Linked DNA regions of Sus scrofa: regions 2 and 3 are each linked to region 1. A link is a contact called in public targeted proximity ligation data. All regions are on one chromosome and are shown on one strand. The core of a region is the stretch at or near the end of the contact, and the rest is flanking DNA. Distances in the headings are between cores, read along the strand shown. Region 1 overlaps FOSL2 (FOS like 2, AP-1 transcription factor subunit). Region 2 overlaps MRPL33 (39S ribosomal protein L33, mitochondrial). Region 3 overlaps RBKS (ribokinase).

The links.
Region 2: a targeted proximity ligation map of alveolar macrophages shows a contact between it and region 1. A contact is called at or near these places in 1 of 5 promoter capture datasets (fetal skeletal muscle), 1 of 47 Hi-C or Micro-C datasets (embryonic fibroblasts) and 2 of 2 datasets of targeted methods (alveolar macrophages and skeletal muscle).
Region 3: a targeted proximity ligation map of alveolar macrophages shows a contact between it and region 1. A contact is called at or near these places in 2 of 47 Hi-C or Micro-C datasets (embryonic fibroblasts and mesenchymal stem cells) and 1 of 2 datasets of targeted methods (alveolar macrophages).

What each region holds. Positions count from the first base shown.
Region 1 is chr3:110,825,322-110,827,961 of Sscrofa11.1, forward strand. It overlaps FOSL2 (FOS like 2, AP-1 transcription factor subunit), which reads right to left. Exons shown (of 4, transcript NM_001315740.1): 3 at 2,519-2,626; 4 at 1-134. Among named protein-coding and RNA genes, the nearest start is that of FOSL2, 16 kb to the right of the region's middle.
Region 2 is chr3:111,430,383-111,433,022 of Sscrofa11.1, forward strand. The region is part of intron 3 of MRPL33 (39S ribosomal protein L33, mitochondrial); the gene reads right to left. Among named protein-coding and RNA genes, the nearest start is that of MRPL33, 7.0 kb to the right of the region's middle.
Region 3 is chr3:111,399,897-111,402,536 of Sscrofa11.1, forward strand. All of the region lies in intron 7 of RBKS (ribokinase), which reads left to right. Among named protein-coding and RNA genes, the nearest start is that of TRNAE-UUC, 13 kb to the right of the region's middle.

The DNA of each region.
Region 1 (2,640 bases), core at 55-2,554:
CGACGCTCCTCAGGGCTGATCTTGCACACAGGCCCGTGGGCCACCAGCATGAACTCCAGCTTCTCCTTCTCCTTCTGCAGCTCGGCAATCTCCTTCTGCAGCCCCGACTTCTCTTCCTCCAGCTCCTCTGTCTCCTGCAGGGGAAGAGGGGTGGGTGAGGGACAGCAGGGGGTGGGCTGGGGGGTGTCAAACCCAGGTGAAAAGGGTAAAACCGACCAGAACCTCAGAGGACCCGCTCACAGCCCACTGCTTCGGAGTCACCTGCAGCTTCAAGGTTCCTTTACTTGCCAAAGGAGTAACAGTTTGAGAAAAAAAAGGAAAGTCAGCTTAGAGGAAGGGTGAATTAGCCATTGTAGCTGCCATGACCGGGCACTTCCTCTGTGCCAGGCACTGTGTGAAGCATTTCACAGGCATTCTCTCATTCAATGTAGCAGTTTTTTGAAGCAGGTGTTATCAGCAACCCATTCTGCAGATCAGGAAACTGAGTTTCCAAGAGGTTTAATCATTTGCCCAATGTCACAGAGCAAGCAAGTAGGGTTGCCCAGATCTGACCCCAGTGTGGCTGACTCCAGAGTCGACATGCCACTACACTTTCTGCCTTGGTGGCAGGACTGCCCCCTGGGACCCCAGAGGGGTGAGTAATAGTGAGATCTGAGGGGAAGGCATGCAGCTGCCCCACCCCCTTCTTGTAGCTCACTCTGGACACAGAGACACTAAGCTCTAAGCCACGTGGCCGTGGAGGTTTCTGCCTGCGCACATGAGCCCCGGACAGCGCCTGGCTTGTAGGAAGTGCTCACTTCATCCCCTTTGGATCATATTCTAGCTCCTCTTCCCTTTTTGGCTCCCAGTAAAAAGCATATGTTTCAGGACTCACAGAACCCTGGGCAAACATCCAGTTCAGCCCCTGCGCTTGAACAGAGGAGACCCCGGACAGCCTGAGCAGGCCTGTGAGGATGGCAGGGACCCACTGCAAGGACCGCAGCCCCTCCTGTCACACAAAGCCAGAGAAGCAGCAAATGCACGTGGAGGCGGTAGTGACGGAAGACGAAAAGGCATGTGTGTCACACCAGCCTCTTCGCCACCTTTCCCTAACACAGATTCCTCTTTGAGAACCAGGCAGCATGATGGGCCAGAGCTTCGCTACGCAGAGCACAGCATATTCCGGAGTTAAAAAAAAAAAGTTTCCATCTATCGCAAGGGTCTGATGAACGTCATGAGCTTATGAGAGGTTTCCTGTAGAGGATGTGGCTCACGGGCCTGGTGGCTGGGTCGTGGGGAGGCGGGGGAGTGAGGGTGTGAGGCTCTCGGGGGAGAGAGGAAAGGAAAGCATAGGGGCCTCGGAGGGCAGACTCTTCTGGGGCTGGTGGGAGGAGGGCCCAGGTAGACCCAGGGCGCATGGTCCCTGAAAGGTCAGTGACAGGGTGGGCTCCGGAGGGGGTCTCCTCGTGGAGTGCTGGTCACTAAGGGATCCACCTCACCTGGCATCAGAGAATCCCCCCCCCAACCATCCTCCCGATTCTATAAACACCTCCAGGGCACATGACTACAGGTGCCATGGAATTCACGCAGCGCAGGTTCAAGACCCAAGAGCAGGGGCTCTGCGGTGGACACAGCGGAGCAGAGGCAGGTGGATGGTACCTGGGAGGAGTAAATGAAGTAATGGGACATGCCAGGTAATGGGGAGCTCCAGAGCACCGGCCTGGCTGGTCACGGTAAGGACCACCGACAGAGTCTCTCGCTTCTCCTTTTGAAAATGGTTCCACCCCGGGGAGAGCCAGTCCTGGCTTTGGACTTCCTCCCCATGGCCCACGGCCCATCCCGTAGAGCTGGGCTCTGGAGGGAGGTTATGAGACGCTGATCGGGTCAAGCATTTGCGAGGGACACGCAGGGCCACGGGCCCCCAGGTGTGGGCAATTAGGCAGCCGGGGAGAAAGAATGACTCACAAAGGCAGAATGAGGTACCAAAGTGACAGCTTCAGGCTCACAACAGAGGCGGGGAACCCTCCTGCCCACAAAGGAGATGAGAAAACCCCGAGAGAGTACAGCTCAGCTGCACGTGACCCATTCCCATGAGACCCAGAGAGCGTCAAGACCGCTGCAGAGGTGAAGGACCCCAGACAGCAGGTGTCTCTGCTGCCCAGACAAGATGCTAAAGCTAGGCTGGACCGCTCCTGCTGCAGCGGGCATGGGGGGCAGCTGGAATCTGGGCAAGGTGCCCTGGAGGGGGCAGGTCTGGGCCTGCCCGGGCTCCCAGGGCCCAGTAAGACTGGCAGCCTCTGCCATCCCTCACCCAGGAGTCCCAGCAGGTCTTGGGCGCTGAGGGAGAAAGGGGCTGAGGCTGGTACTCAAGGCCACACCCCCGACACCCCTTTAATCAGGGCAGGGCTGACCCGTGTGCTCAAAGGAAGGAATGGGTCTGTGTGCATGGACTCATACGTAGGTCACCAGGGCAAGGAACGGGAAGGGCCAGGAGCCCCGGGGTCCCTGCTCGGTGGCCACCCCGAGCAGAGCGCCTCACCGCCTGCAGCTTCTCCGTCAGCTCCCGGCGACGGTTCCGGCACTTGGCTGCGGCCAACTTGTTCCTCTCCCTCCGGATTCGACGCTTCTCCTCCTCTTCAGGGGACAGCTAGAGGTCAAGGG
Region 2 (2,640 bases), core at 94-2,593, 610 kb after region 1:
TCTGCCTCCACCTCTAGCCTCCAACTCTGGTTTGCAGATCTAGAGTAAGACTGGAAGTCTGTATCTTTTAAAACCCTCAGAGGAGTCTGATGGGTAGCTGAATTTAGTAACTATTATCCAGGGAACAGAATTATATCTACAAAATAAAAATCAATTTTATTACTTTATAATAAAATAGGTATAATTTTAATATATTTCAAATCATCTGACATTAAATATAAGTAGGGCTGATGCTCCTTCAAAATCCAAGGAAGACCACAAGACAGCATAGGAGTTCCTGTCATGGTGCAGTGGAAACGAATCCAACTAGGAACCATGAGGTTTTGGGTTCAATCCCTGGCCCCACTTCTCAGTTGGTTAAGGATCCAGCGTTACCGTGAGCTGTGGTGTAGGTCACAGATGTGGCTTGGATCTGGCGTTGCTGTGACTGTGGTGTAGGCCAGCAGCTACAGTTCTGATTAGACTCCTAGCCTGGGAACCTCCATATGCCACAAGTGCAGCCCTAAAAAGACAAAAAAAAAAAAAAAAAAAAAAAAACAGCATAAAGAACCAAAATATTTTCCCATAACACAATGTTAGTCATGGCAAGAAATATTTCCTCCATGTTTTTCTACATGGAACTAAAAAATAGATTAAAAAATAGGAACTTGTCTCATTGACAGCCAATTAGGACATAATTTAAATGACAGGGGTAACTGATGAAGATTAGTAAAGCCAGGCTTTATTCATGAAAATTTTCTGATTCACTTCCCTTAACTGAAAGAATATTTAAGTCCACAGAATGGTGCTAGACAAAGTAGAATTTACAAAAGCATAAGAAGAGTCCCTGATTTAATATCAGTTTATCATGAGGGGCCTGTATAAATGTCCAGTAAGCCCCACAGGAACCTAAAGATCAAAGGGCACTGGAATAGTGAGGGAAACACCTCATAGAGAGGGTAAAATTAAGTCTGAAGAAGCAGCAGCAAAAAAAATAAAATTAAAAAAAAAAAAAAAAAAAAAGCAGCAGCAGCAGCAATTGGATGAACCACAACAGAAAAGGCTATCTGGTGTAGAGAAATTGCGGTAGGGCATTTCTATCACGGCTCAGAGGAAACAAGGTGACTAGTATCCATGAGGATGCAGGTTTGATCCCTGGCCCCACTCAGTAGGTTAAGTCCGGTGTTGCCAGAAGCTGTGGTGTAGGTCGCCAATGTGGCTCGGATCCTGCGTGACTGTGGCGTGGGCCAGCGGCTACAGCTCCGATTGGACCCTTGGCCTGGGAACCTCCATGTGCCGCAGGAACTTCCATTGCTTAAAAAGGAAAAAAAAGAAATTGTGGTAGGAAGTAAGAATGACAGTGTCAACCACAGGGGAAGGGCCTAAAAGGGAGACTCATTTGGCACCATATGATAGAAAAAAATAGGCCTGGAGTCAGAAAAACTGGGTTCAAGCCTTGGCTCCACCATTTATCTACTGTGAGTCCTTGGGCAAATTTCTGAAAATACTTTTCCTAAGTTTTCTTCCTGTGAGAGGCTAACTCCATCTCCCTCACAGGGTTGCCAGACATACAGTGAACACTCAATATGTGTTCGCTGAGTTGAAATGACACACTGCTATCCACAATCATAAACATAAATTAATTTTCTGTCAAAATATTTGCTACTTAATTCATAGAAGAATGAATCTGTCAAGTTCTTTCCCTACATCTAACCTAAATCTATTCTGCTTCCATTAAAGGCTATACTGTCTTGTTTAGTCAACCAAGGAATTAAAACTGACAAGTTTTCATTTTCTTTATAATAAAGCTTCATATATTTAACAAAGTTCAATAAGCTTCTAACTCGGCCTTTAATCCTTCTTCCTTGCAAACTTGCATCTAGAGTCATATGAGGAAAAGAGTCTGAAAGGACACAGGCTGGCTCTAGCCATCGATTATACCATGAAGTACTCAAATAATTGGGACTTTTTTTCATGTTTCCCTGCTTGATTTCCTTCAAAAACCAGACAAACAAAACATCACCCTTAAACTAACCATTTACTCATTGCAGTAAAATATGCTGGGAGGACTGCCAAGTATTTGGTACCCTGAGCAATGGGGCAGGCGGCAAGGCAGACACCATCACGTGAGCCCACGGGGCATTCGGCAGGTGGGCAGCGAGCCAGTCCGCTATCCCAGAACATTCCCTTCTTCAGAACAGACAAAGTTGTGCTGTCAAGGCTCCAACCATTCCTTATCTAAGTAAAAGTTGTAATCATCTGTTTGAAATTTATATACGAATCTTTTCTTCACTTCAACTCAGAGTCAGAACTGCTTATGGCAGTATCATTTCCCAGTCTCAAAGATTAAAATCAATCCGACAAAATAAATTCCTAATACCTCCCTACTAAGAATGAAAATTCCAATACATTTTCCCACTTAAAACATCACAGAAAGTTGTTCAATCAACATTTATGAACATTGTACAAGTTCCTAAAAAACTCAAAAGGAGCTAAAAGGCTAGGAAAACAACTACTTCAGTGTAAAGTCCATTCCTTTGGGTTTTTACCAACTTATATAAAGAAACCAGAGGGAGAAAACCACCACACCAATCAGCATCATGTTGCTATGGTCTGAATGTTCGCATTTTCCCAAATTTATGTCGAAATCCTAACCCCCAA
Region 3 (2,640 bases), core at 50-2,549, 570 kb after region 1:
GAGGTTGCGGGTTCGATCCCTAGCCTTGCTCAGTGGGTTAATGATCCGACGTTGCCGTGAGCGGTGGTGTAGGTTGCAGACTCGGCTCAGATCCCGCGTTGCTGTGGCTCTGGTGTAGGCTGGCAGCTACAGCTCCGATTAGACCCCTAGCCTGGGAACCTCCATATGCCGCAGGTGTGGCCCTGGAAAGACAAAAAAAAAAAAGAATGAGCAGTGCCGTGGTGGTGAGGAGCCGTGGGAGTGGAGCTGAGCGGCCGGCCTGGCCCCAGAGCCCAGGGAACCAGCATGGAGAGGCCAGGAGAGGGGGTGAGTTGAAGGTGAGGCTTCACCCTGGTGAAGAAGAACCCAGGCAGAGGCAGCAGCTCATGAAAAGGCCAGAGACCAGGTCCTGTTTCTGCCTTTTCATGTCGTTCTCATTGGAAAGAGCATCATGCACAGGAGCAGAGCTCAGTGTCAGGAGGTAAAGCTGCAACACAGATGGGTCGCGAGGGCTTCGCTCGCCACAGGCATCTGCACTTTCTCCTGCGGGCACTGGGGAGCCACTGACAGAGGTTAAGAAGGGAGAGATTTGATGAGATTTGTACTTTATAAAAAGACGAACAGTGGCTGCTGTGTGGCGAATAAATTGGAGCTTACCATACTGGAGGCAAGGACTGTTGCATTGATCTGAGAGATTATGACAGCCTGGACTAGGCCAATGGGGATGTGGAGAAGTGGGTTAAGATTTCAGAGGACAGGGAGTTCCCGTCGTGGCACAGTGGTTAACGAATCCGACTAGGAACCATGAGGTTGCGGGTTCGGTCCCTGCCCTTGCTCAGTGGGTTAACGATCCGGCGTTGCCGTGACCTGTGGTGTAGGTTACAGACGCGGCTCGGATCCTGCGTTGCTGTGGCTCTGGCGTAGGCCGGTGGCTACAGCTCCGATTCGACCCCTAGCCTGGGAACCTCCATATGCCGCGGGAGCGGCCCAAAGAAATAGCAAAAAGACAAAAAAAAAAAAAAAAAAAAGAATTCAGAGAACATAACAGCAATTCACTTCCTTAAAAAAAAAAAAAAAAAAAATGAGGGGAGAACTAAGATGTTTATTTCACAGTCAAAACAAATAGATCATCCGAGCGGCCTCCATGGTTCTCAGCATTTCTTGGAGCCCTGACTCACCTAAGAGCTAAGACCTGCTCCCATGAGAAGCAGTTCATATCATCAGTGATTCTCTGCAGATGGCACAGGAAGACACCTGTGTCATTTACCAAAAAAGAAAATGAAATGCAATGCTCTGGTGACTCCTGCGTGCCCTTCGATGGGGCGTGCCTGCTGCCTGCCACCCCCATTCCAGGGAAATCACTCATCTCTGCCGCAGAGAAACATCTGGAGCAGAAACTTATCCTTCATTTAAAGTAAATAACATTTGAAGGAAACTCTTGCCACATAATGCTAGTTCAGATATCCCCCACTGTGGCCTGTGCTCTAGACACTGGCTTACCCCTGAGAGAAACACAGCCTTCGTGAAACCACACGCTGTCCCCCAATGAAGGGACGAGTCAGCCAGTATGTGACGGATTGGGGTTGTGTGGACAAAAAACACCAGATATTCCAGCCCAGGCACCCACATCCACACCAGCTTTCAGCAGTTAGATTCGCAGAACAATTGCTCAGTTCCTGCCCTCGTTTTCCCAGTGTAGACCTGGCCCCAGACCCAAGAGTGAAACAGCAACTGTAAGGAAGCAGAAACTTTAAAAATAACCCAGAGAACCCTTTTATAACAGCAACTGCCTGCTGATTTTGTGGCCTAACAGCTCAAGCAAAAAAAGGATATAAATACAATATTGTGCAATGACTAATTACTCAAAACGTTGTGCATCAGCAGAAGCGGGACCTGTGGTTGGTGCTAATGTTATCAGATGCCTTTGCTATTTAATAATCTGATAGCCCTATGTTATTTAGCCTGCAGTTTTCACAGAGAACAATGATCTTATTTCAAGTACCTCTCGCGGAAATAAAAAAGCAGCTGTTTCAAAGATGAACATTTGGCAGAAAATGTTTTAGCGGCATCTTTTGTGAGGTACTAAATCATATTGGCTTAACTGTTTTCTGTCTAGAATAGTGGAGTCACAGAGAAAAAAGATCGCTGACCACAGAAGGGAAGGGCAGTCTTCGGAACCCTGTGAATCACTAACAGACATTTGAGTTTTAAGTGCCATTTATTCACCAATATATAACGTTATTTATAAACAAAGCGTCCATTAATAGTGCCGGAAGAATGGGCCTTTTTAATTCCAGTTTTAGCTCATACTCGGGATTCTATTTCTCTTTCATTCATAATGGAATTCTTTAAATTGTAGAATAAATTAATACACCACAAACATTTGGGGCAGAATGAGGTATTTAACCAGTTTTAAGTCTCCCCGGGCCATTCTGTGTGGCCAGGCAGACAGAAGAGCAGTGAGGGCCGTGACAGAGGGCAGTGAGTACTGCCCAGCCCTGCCCCTGAAGAGGGGCCAGGGCCCGTGGCCTGCCCACTCCTAGGCTGCCAGAGCAGGGCCAGACCCCAGGTTGACCGTAGACCCTCACAGGTTCTTCAGGCAGGCTGGCCACTGTCAAACCAGGGCTGTACTGGAGAGGACGTGACATAAGGACATGGCTG